2 separate regions of the Mus musculus genome follow, and region 1 is linked to region 2. A link is a contact called in public HiChIP or PLAC-seq data. All regions are on one chromosome and are shown on one strand. Each heading gives the region's core, a stretch centred on a gene start, on an enhancer-like site or on the middle of the called end of the contact. The rest is flanking DNA. Distances are from core to core; before and after follow the strand shown. Region 1 has its middle 14 kb from the start of Gm40270. Region 2 overlaps Gm34489 (a long non-coding RNA gene).

Region 1 (3,828 bases), core at 755-3,254, 310 kb after region 2:
TGGAAATCTTGTATACATTTATTTCTCATAGTTCTGAAAGACAGGAGAGTCTAAGATCAACAACACATTGGTTGATTCTGTGTCTAATCAGAACCTATTTCCTGGGTCACAAGTAATACCTTCTCTCCTGGGGTTGGTAGGCAAAGTGGTCTCTGATCTCTCTGGTAAAGGCATGAATGGCACTTGTGAGGTCTCATCTTCACAGTCTAATCATGTCCTGCATGTGACTGCTGCTAAGAGCATCCCCTTGGGCGTTAGGATTCAATGTGTGATGGAGAATGAATATATGCATTCAAACAATAAGCCTTGTCTATCAAGATAGCCTGAGAAGAGGTCAGATGCAAAGATGTCATGGGGATGGAGATTAAGGAGGAGTAAAAGTTCAGGTTATAGCCTGGGACATGGTCTTTCACCCTTTCAAGAACAATACTTTTTAACCAACTAAAGAGACTTCATAGAACTGGGCGCGGTAGCTCACACCTGTGATCCTACCATTTGGAAGGCAGAGGCTGAAAGATCATGAGTTTGAAGCTAGCCTAGACTACATAGCAAAACTGCTTCAAAATCATAGTAACCCTAATAATGATAACAATAAAGACTTTATCAAGTGAATCGTGACATTGCTGGGACCTAATAACCGACCTGATAATTTAGATGCACATTGAGCTTTCAAAATGCAAGTCACCCTCACAGACTTCCTTTCACATAAATGCAAGCCATACAGAAGAGTTAGGCACAGGGACATGCATGAACCTGCAATCCTAGCCCTTGGGAGGCTGAGGCAGGAGAACTGTCATAGTGGTGAGGTTAGCCTGGGTGCCACCATGAGTCCCAGGATAGCCTGGGCTATAGAGTTAAACCTTGTAGGGGAGAAAAAAAAAATCCACACAAGAAGAATTCTAGATGTTTCTATGGTAACAAGCACATCAGCTCACACATTCATTGTACAACCCATGAGAATCTTGTGTTTTAAATTTCTACAGTCCTAGAAACTGCTACTTATGTATTCACTTCTAGCACTAACTAGCAATCCATTTCCTCTGAACATTGACTGATTCTCTTAACATTCTGTTTGGTGCCATACATCCAGATTCAAATGGAAGCATAGGGTGTCTACAGAATCAATGTCATGTGAAAGTTAAATACCGGTCATCTTTTCATTAAATAGAGATGAAATGTTAAACTAGTATCTTTCTTTCCCCCAGACAAGGGTACCATTTCTAGACAGAGGGAGTGACATCTCTGTTACGCAAAGCTCCTGGCCAGGAATCAGGAAGGTTGGATGTCCTTCGCTGCCATTGACTGCGTGCTCTTACCTCTCTGGCCCTTACTCTCCCCATTCACTAATACCACAGAATTTCATCTGTGCAACCGCACAGCCTTGTAAAGATCACCTGAGCTTTTAAGTCTATAAAGTACTTTGAAAACATGGTTGTGTTGAGCTGAAGAAAAGGATTGTTTACCTTGCTCGAAGCCGGTATCTGACAGCACTCGCCCTGGGACATGGGTTTGTACTGTTAGTACAGGCCTGGAGATGAAGCGGAACATCTGTGACTTCCTGCCTACACCGTCTCAGAGGGGCTAGACCAGCTCCAGGGAATCCCCACACCCAAGAGGCAAGCTCTAGGGGTGCCGGGGTGCCAGGCTATACTCGTCATGGCCCCCTCTCAAGGTTTTGTGATTAAGATGTTCAGAGTGTGAAAAGTAATCACCTTAATTGTTGAAAACCCTCAAAGATTCCAAACTTGTAAATCATGAAAGGCCACTGTTTAGCGGGCTGGAATGCTTTTGAAAAAGGCCAGCGATCAGAGATTGGCCTCGTTAATAACCACAGTAAAACTTGCTCTTGAAGCTCAAAGACATAGCTAATTAGGGCAGAAAAATTCAACCTCAAATTAAGAGAGAAAGAGAGAGAGAGAGAGAGAGAGAGAGAGAGAGAGAGAGTTTCTGAAGTGTAAAAGCCTTTCTCCCTGAGAAGTATGTCTAAGTAGATTTTGGATGCGTTCCAAAACCCACTGTAAGACAAAGCCAAGACTGCAAAAATGTCAGGGTGGGGTTAATCAGCTGCAGAGCGTCTGTGTGTCCATCTGTCCAGGAAAAGGAATCAATGTCCTTACCTCAAGGATTCCTTAATACTGAACTTTTAAAGGGAGAATTTAGGAAAACGGAAATTCTCCCACATTGCTTTTTTTTTTCTTTCTTTTTTCTTTTTTTTTTTTTTAACTAATAGCAGATGCACATGGGCCAGCCCAGTTGGTATTTGTGAATTTATTGAGCATGGCTACATGTTGTAGATAATGAGATTTAAATAGGAGACTCCACTGGGCCCTCCCTGAAGAAAGTTGGTATCTGTGGCCCACCATTGCCTGATGCAGCCATGAACCCCAACATATCTCTAGGTTTACCAAAAAGAGACTTGCTTCACTAAAGGCCAGCTGTGGACTCGGAATTTGCTAATTAACAAGATTAGACAGAGGTGTGAAACTGTCTTATCAGGTGACCTGCAGACTGGCCCAGTAGCCCACAAGTGCTCTTGCCAGTGTAACATTGCTCAAAGACTGGATTTATGAACGCACCTTCCCAGAAAAGAAAAAAAAAAAAATGGCAAAAGAATACAGCTCAGTAGGGTGACCCATGATCCACTGTTGCACAGCAGAAGCAGCCTAAGTATGCTGCTTTTGACAATTTTTTTTCTTTTTTTTTTTTAATTAGGTATTTATTTCGACAATTTTTAAAAGTAATAAACAATGTACAGACAAGATGGCTCAGGAGGCAAGGGCACTTGCCAGCCAGCTGGATGACCTAAGTTAGAAGCCTGGAACCCGCACAGAGGAGGAGAGAAGTCACTCCCATATGTCCGCCTCTGACCGCTGTACATGTACACACACAAACACACACACATACTTTTTTTTTAATAGTGGGCTGGAGAGGTGGGTCAGTAGCAAAATATACTCCTACAGAGTACCCAGGCTCAGTTTCTAGCACCCACATAGTTATTCAGTCATCTGTCTCTCCAGTTTCAGGGTTCTCACATCCTCTGATAGACTTAAGAACATCAGACATATGGTGCACACACACATATGCAAGCAAAACACCTACACACTAAAATAAAAACGTTAAAGCGTAACAGTAATGACATGTCATGACCTCAGATCTGCTCTGGGCCCAGTTCAGGGACGGCTGACTATGGACAAGTAGGTATCTGACACCCAAGTCACTTTAGTGCAGTGCTATGGGGTGGAGTACCCTCAGAGGAGAGTCAGACCTGAGCAGGACACCCCAGGAGAAAGTGCTAGGAGAGGGATTTGTCGGGCTCAGAAATCCTAGCTCTGAGGGTTTCAGGGTGACCGGGGCTCTATCATTGAGAAAGGGCAAAAGAAGTGCCACAGAGCAGCGCCTTACCCTGAATCTGGTCACAAATATAGACTCAGGTTCCACCCAGACCTGAAGAACAGAGAGTTGCAGCAAAGACGAAAGTTCAAGTGACTTGCATGGTCTAGCCTAGACCAAACATATACTACGCTAAAACACATCGGATTTTATTTCAGAATGTGGCCTAGACAGTTACCCAGAAGGAAGCAGAGACAGCTATCTCTCAGGAGGAAAATACCCACAACTTGTGTAGCCAAAGCTCCAAGACTTTCTCTGCCTGTGTCTTCCTGCTGTACTGATCTATTCTGTGGGATGAGGAGGGAGCAAATGAAAAGCATTTTAAGTCTGAGAACCCATCTTTTATGATAGAGACGCTTCTCTCTTTAATTTTTGTTTTTAGACAAGGTCTCATATGTCCCAGGTTGACCTTGAACTAGCTATGGCTATATATGCATT
Region 2 (3,695 bases), core at 569-3,068:
CAGTGAATAACACAGGAGACCAGATGCTAGGCAACCATTTGGGTTCTGTTGGGTACTGCAAAAGCAGACCAGAGATTCAAAAAACCCAAACCATTATGTCTGTAGACTCTGAACTGCACTCCCAGAGGGGCATTCTACCCTCTGAAAACTCTCCTCATCCTTCAATAAATAGCACAAGTGTTATTAAACTGTGCTTTTGGAAATATTTGTACCTCCTAGTTAGTGAGGCTAAAGTAGTATACAAACTCACTGAAGTCCCGTAACTCTATGAACCTTCCATTTATTGGGGAGTCAAGGGACGTCTGTGAGTTTGTATAGTACAATACTTATGTATGTTCATGCGTACATTTGTAACATGCATACACATTGTTACCTTGATTAGAATGTGAGAGCTTTGGTAAACTCCCTGAAGATCAAGAAATACAGAAGTAAAATCAAAACAAGGAGAAAGAAGGGGACAGTGACTTGTAGTTTATGCGAAGCAGCGGAGAAAAGTATGCAAGAGGAGATCACACCTGGAGAGACAGAGTCCTAGTCATAGTGAGGGAATGGTCCTTGCAGGGAGCGGGGAGAAGAGCAGCCATAGCAAGATACAAAGAGCCGTGGGTGGGGGGAGGGGTTCCTGGAGTCTTTCAAGAACAATGAGGATGCCTGAGTCGTTGGAGCAGAATGGATGGGTGGATGGATGGACGCATGGATAGATAAATGAATAGATGGATGGATGAGGAGAAACAAGCAGGAGAGTGTGGGGTGGTGAAGTGGACCATATCAGGAAGAAGCACAAGCTATAATGGGAGAGGAGAAAGATCTCTGTGTATCAAGGAGCAAAGCTTCCATATACTGCATAGTGCCGTATAGCATGGTTTAATATTTTCTAGATATTAATATATTCTACTACTGACTGGACAATGACTGTGGACATCTAAGTTGTAGAGATGATAAAGTGAAGGCCAGATGGCCATGGCTTTGCAGCTCTCCTGGCTCAGTCCCATGTAGACATGGCCAGTGTTGCTTAGACACATCCCAAGGACAGAGAGAATGTGCACTCAGATGCACCCACATCATCCTTTAGTGAACATCTGTGACAGGGGCTTAGCCATCTTCCTAGAGTCTTCAGGTTTTTTGACAGGCTGCAGAAGCAGCTGCTGTCCCAGGCATTCTAAAAACACCCAGCTTGTTGCTTCTGTGGATGTTGTTCACCTTCAGACTGGGTGTATCTCATCTGTGCCATGAGGCTGACTTGGCCTGTGCTCACCTGCACTGAGTTCTTTGTCTCCAGTCTCATGAGGCAAAACTGCAGAGATGATGTGAGCCAGCAATAAACAGCCCCCTTGGTGGGATGCTGCCATGCATCTTGCTTTATGATGGATGAAATCTCATCTTTCTCCAAGTTCTGAAGACATTCTTCTCCTAATGATCAGCTGTCACTCTGTCTTTGTGAGGTAGGTAATGGAATTATTTTTAAAGCTTTCACTTAACAGTTTTGCTTTTTGTAAAAAGACCCGCCTGAGAAATGTAAGCGACTTTAGATAGGGAAATGACAACCGTCACTGACATTAAGAGTCTTTCCTACCTGTCCTGTTAAGCATATAAAATATAAATTCCTCTTGCTTGTGACAGCCATTTCAATTCTCCCTGTATGTTACAGAGAACACAGCTAGTAATCACAACTGGGAAGTATGTAGAGCTAGGTTGAGGCTATGTTTAAAGCTTTTTAGCTGTGCTGTTTAAGAAAAACTGCTGCCTCTGGAGGCTAAAGGATCCTTGTTACTGGAGATGATCAAGAGGAGACCATTAGGCAGAATGTAATAGACAGAGTATGTCAGTCAGGGAACTGTACAAGCTGTCTTCAAAAAGCACTTCCTGCTCTAAGATTGTCTCCCATTAGCATAATCTTCCCTTAATCTGAATTTTCTGTTACACGAGACAGATCACAAGATTGTCAATGCCATTTTAATTGCTATGTGCCTTTGCCAATAAGATAAGGCCCATCAGAGTCTGACTGAAGCCAAGCAAATGGATTTGAAGTGGCACATAGGGATTTACTGGGACCTACCACCCACAAGGAGAAGGGGAGGAGAGCCAGTCCCCTCCATGGATGCTTTGTATACCTGTATACCTGTGCGTGTGTGTGACACCTGACTTCACCTATGCTCAACTGCATTGAGTTCTTTGTCTTTGTTTTATCTCAATGATTTATATTTAGAAATGATTTTTGGAACCACAAACTAGTGTTTTAGTCAAATGTGCTACTATTTTGTATTTAAGTAACATAACCCATGCTTACACGTAAGTTTCTTCATGATAAACTGATTAGAGACCGGAACGCAATGAGTTAGGGCTTATCCAAAACTCAAACATTGAAGGTCTAGCCTCCATGGCATTGTGTTTTGAGATGCGGTCTTTAAGGGAAAAGTAGGTAAAATACGTTTATATGAGCCCAACTCTAACCCTGTAGGCTGTTGCTTTAGAAGAAAAAAAAATAGTCTCTGGTTTTTTTTTTTTTTCTTTCCCCCTTCTCCCACTCCTGTCAATGAAATCAGACTGACAAGGTATCTTTAACCTAGGACATGGACCTTCTCCAGGAACCAAATCTGTTGATTCTTTGATCTTGAACTTTTCAGCCTGGAGACTGAGAGATATATTTCTGTTAGATACTCAGCCTGTGGTATTTGGCTATGGCAACCAGATGACACAGCCAGAAAAACCTGAAAAAACACCAAACACGCTAGATAATCCTTTCAAAAATGTACAGCATTTTAAAACATGACTGAGGGCTTTCAGGGGTTATGATGTAGACCTGAACATGCATAGATCTCCCTTCTCTTTCCTGACTTCTATTAGCATAATGGAAACATAAATGTAATTTTAAAAATAATATAGAAAACCCAAGTAGGTGCAACAGAACACTGGAGATTTCTGCAGAGAAGCAGATGGATTCTAGACACCGGGTAACTGGAGTGAAGTCAATGTCCGACCAAAACAGAGGAAAAAGCAGTGCAGGAGAGGGTGCTGTTGGAATCATCAGAGGGCTCTAAACAGACTTCAGACTTGAAGTCTAGGTAGAAAGCCAAAGATGGAGGAATGATTGATATCAGTTACTTACGGAGACGTCTCTTAATGAACCATCTGACTTACTCAACTACCCTTCCCTAGAGACAGCACTTGGGATTATTTGCCTCTATCCAAAGAATATCCCATAATATAACTCTAGGAAACTGGAAGTTTGCAAGGATAAGTTAGATAGCTTAATTATGAAATTCAAAAATTGCTAGGATAACACAGTTTCTGAGTGTTAGACCTGGCTGTCAAGTGAAAACAATCCTTTCACAGGCTGGAGGAGAAAGGAAGGTGAGGTGAAGAAGACTCGCCCCATTCAGTTAAAAAGATGAATGCAAAGTATGTAAGACACAAGTGGGAACTTCATCCAGGAAGCAAAACAAAGAAAGAAACAATAAATGAAAAGAACAGTTAAAGATAAGGGAGAAAAAAAATGTTACTTATGCAAGAACTCAAAAAGCAGTTTTACCAACTGTTTTTGATGGACCAAATACCTGATAATACCATGCAGCAAATCCACACAGCTATGATTTAGACATGAAATGTTCCCTGATAGACATCATGTGTGCAAAAGTCAGTCTCTAGCTGATGAGCTTATAGAGGAATATCTGGCTCATGAGTTCATTAACTTAATG

The links. HiChIP or PLAC-seq counts read pairs in DNA pulled down with a chosen protein or histone mark.
Region 1: a contact with region 2 is called in an H3K4me3 HiChIP or PLAC-seq map of embryonic basal ganglia, with 4 times the contacts expected there. The contact joins two enhancer-like sites. A contact is called at or near these places in 1 of 15 datasets of contacts at CTCF or cohesin (large pre-B cells), 4 of 484 Hi-C or Micro-C datasets (embryonic stem cells, nephron progenitors, neural progenitor cells and 1 more), 9 of 115 datasets of contacts at active chromatin or transcription factors (astrocytes, differentiating embryonic stem cells, embryonic basal ganglia and 6 more) and 1 of 9 other capture datasets (embryonic stem cells).

What each region holds. Positions count from the first base shown.
Region 1 is chr12:12,737,252-12,741,079 of GRCm38.p6, forward strand. No RefSeq gene overlaps it. Among named protein-coding and RNA genes, the nearest start is that of Gm40270, 14 kb to the left of the region's middle. Within about 2 kb of position 2,005, at least 23 of the 459 cell types and tissues checked have an H3K27ac peak or open chromatin away from gene starts, as enhancers often do. A contact at or near this core is called in embryonic basal ganglia, where this site is marked.
Region 2 is chr12:12,430,968-12,434,662 of GRCm38.p6, forward strand. All of the region lies in intron 1 of Gm34489 (a long non-coding RNA gene), which reads left to right. Among named protein-coding and RNA genes, the nearest start is that of Gm34489, 12 kb to the left of the region's middle. Within about 2 kb of position 1,819, at least 6 of the 459 cell types and tissues checked have an H3K27ac peak or open chromatin away from gene starts, as enhancers often do. A contact at or near this core is called in embryonic basal ganglia, where this site is marked.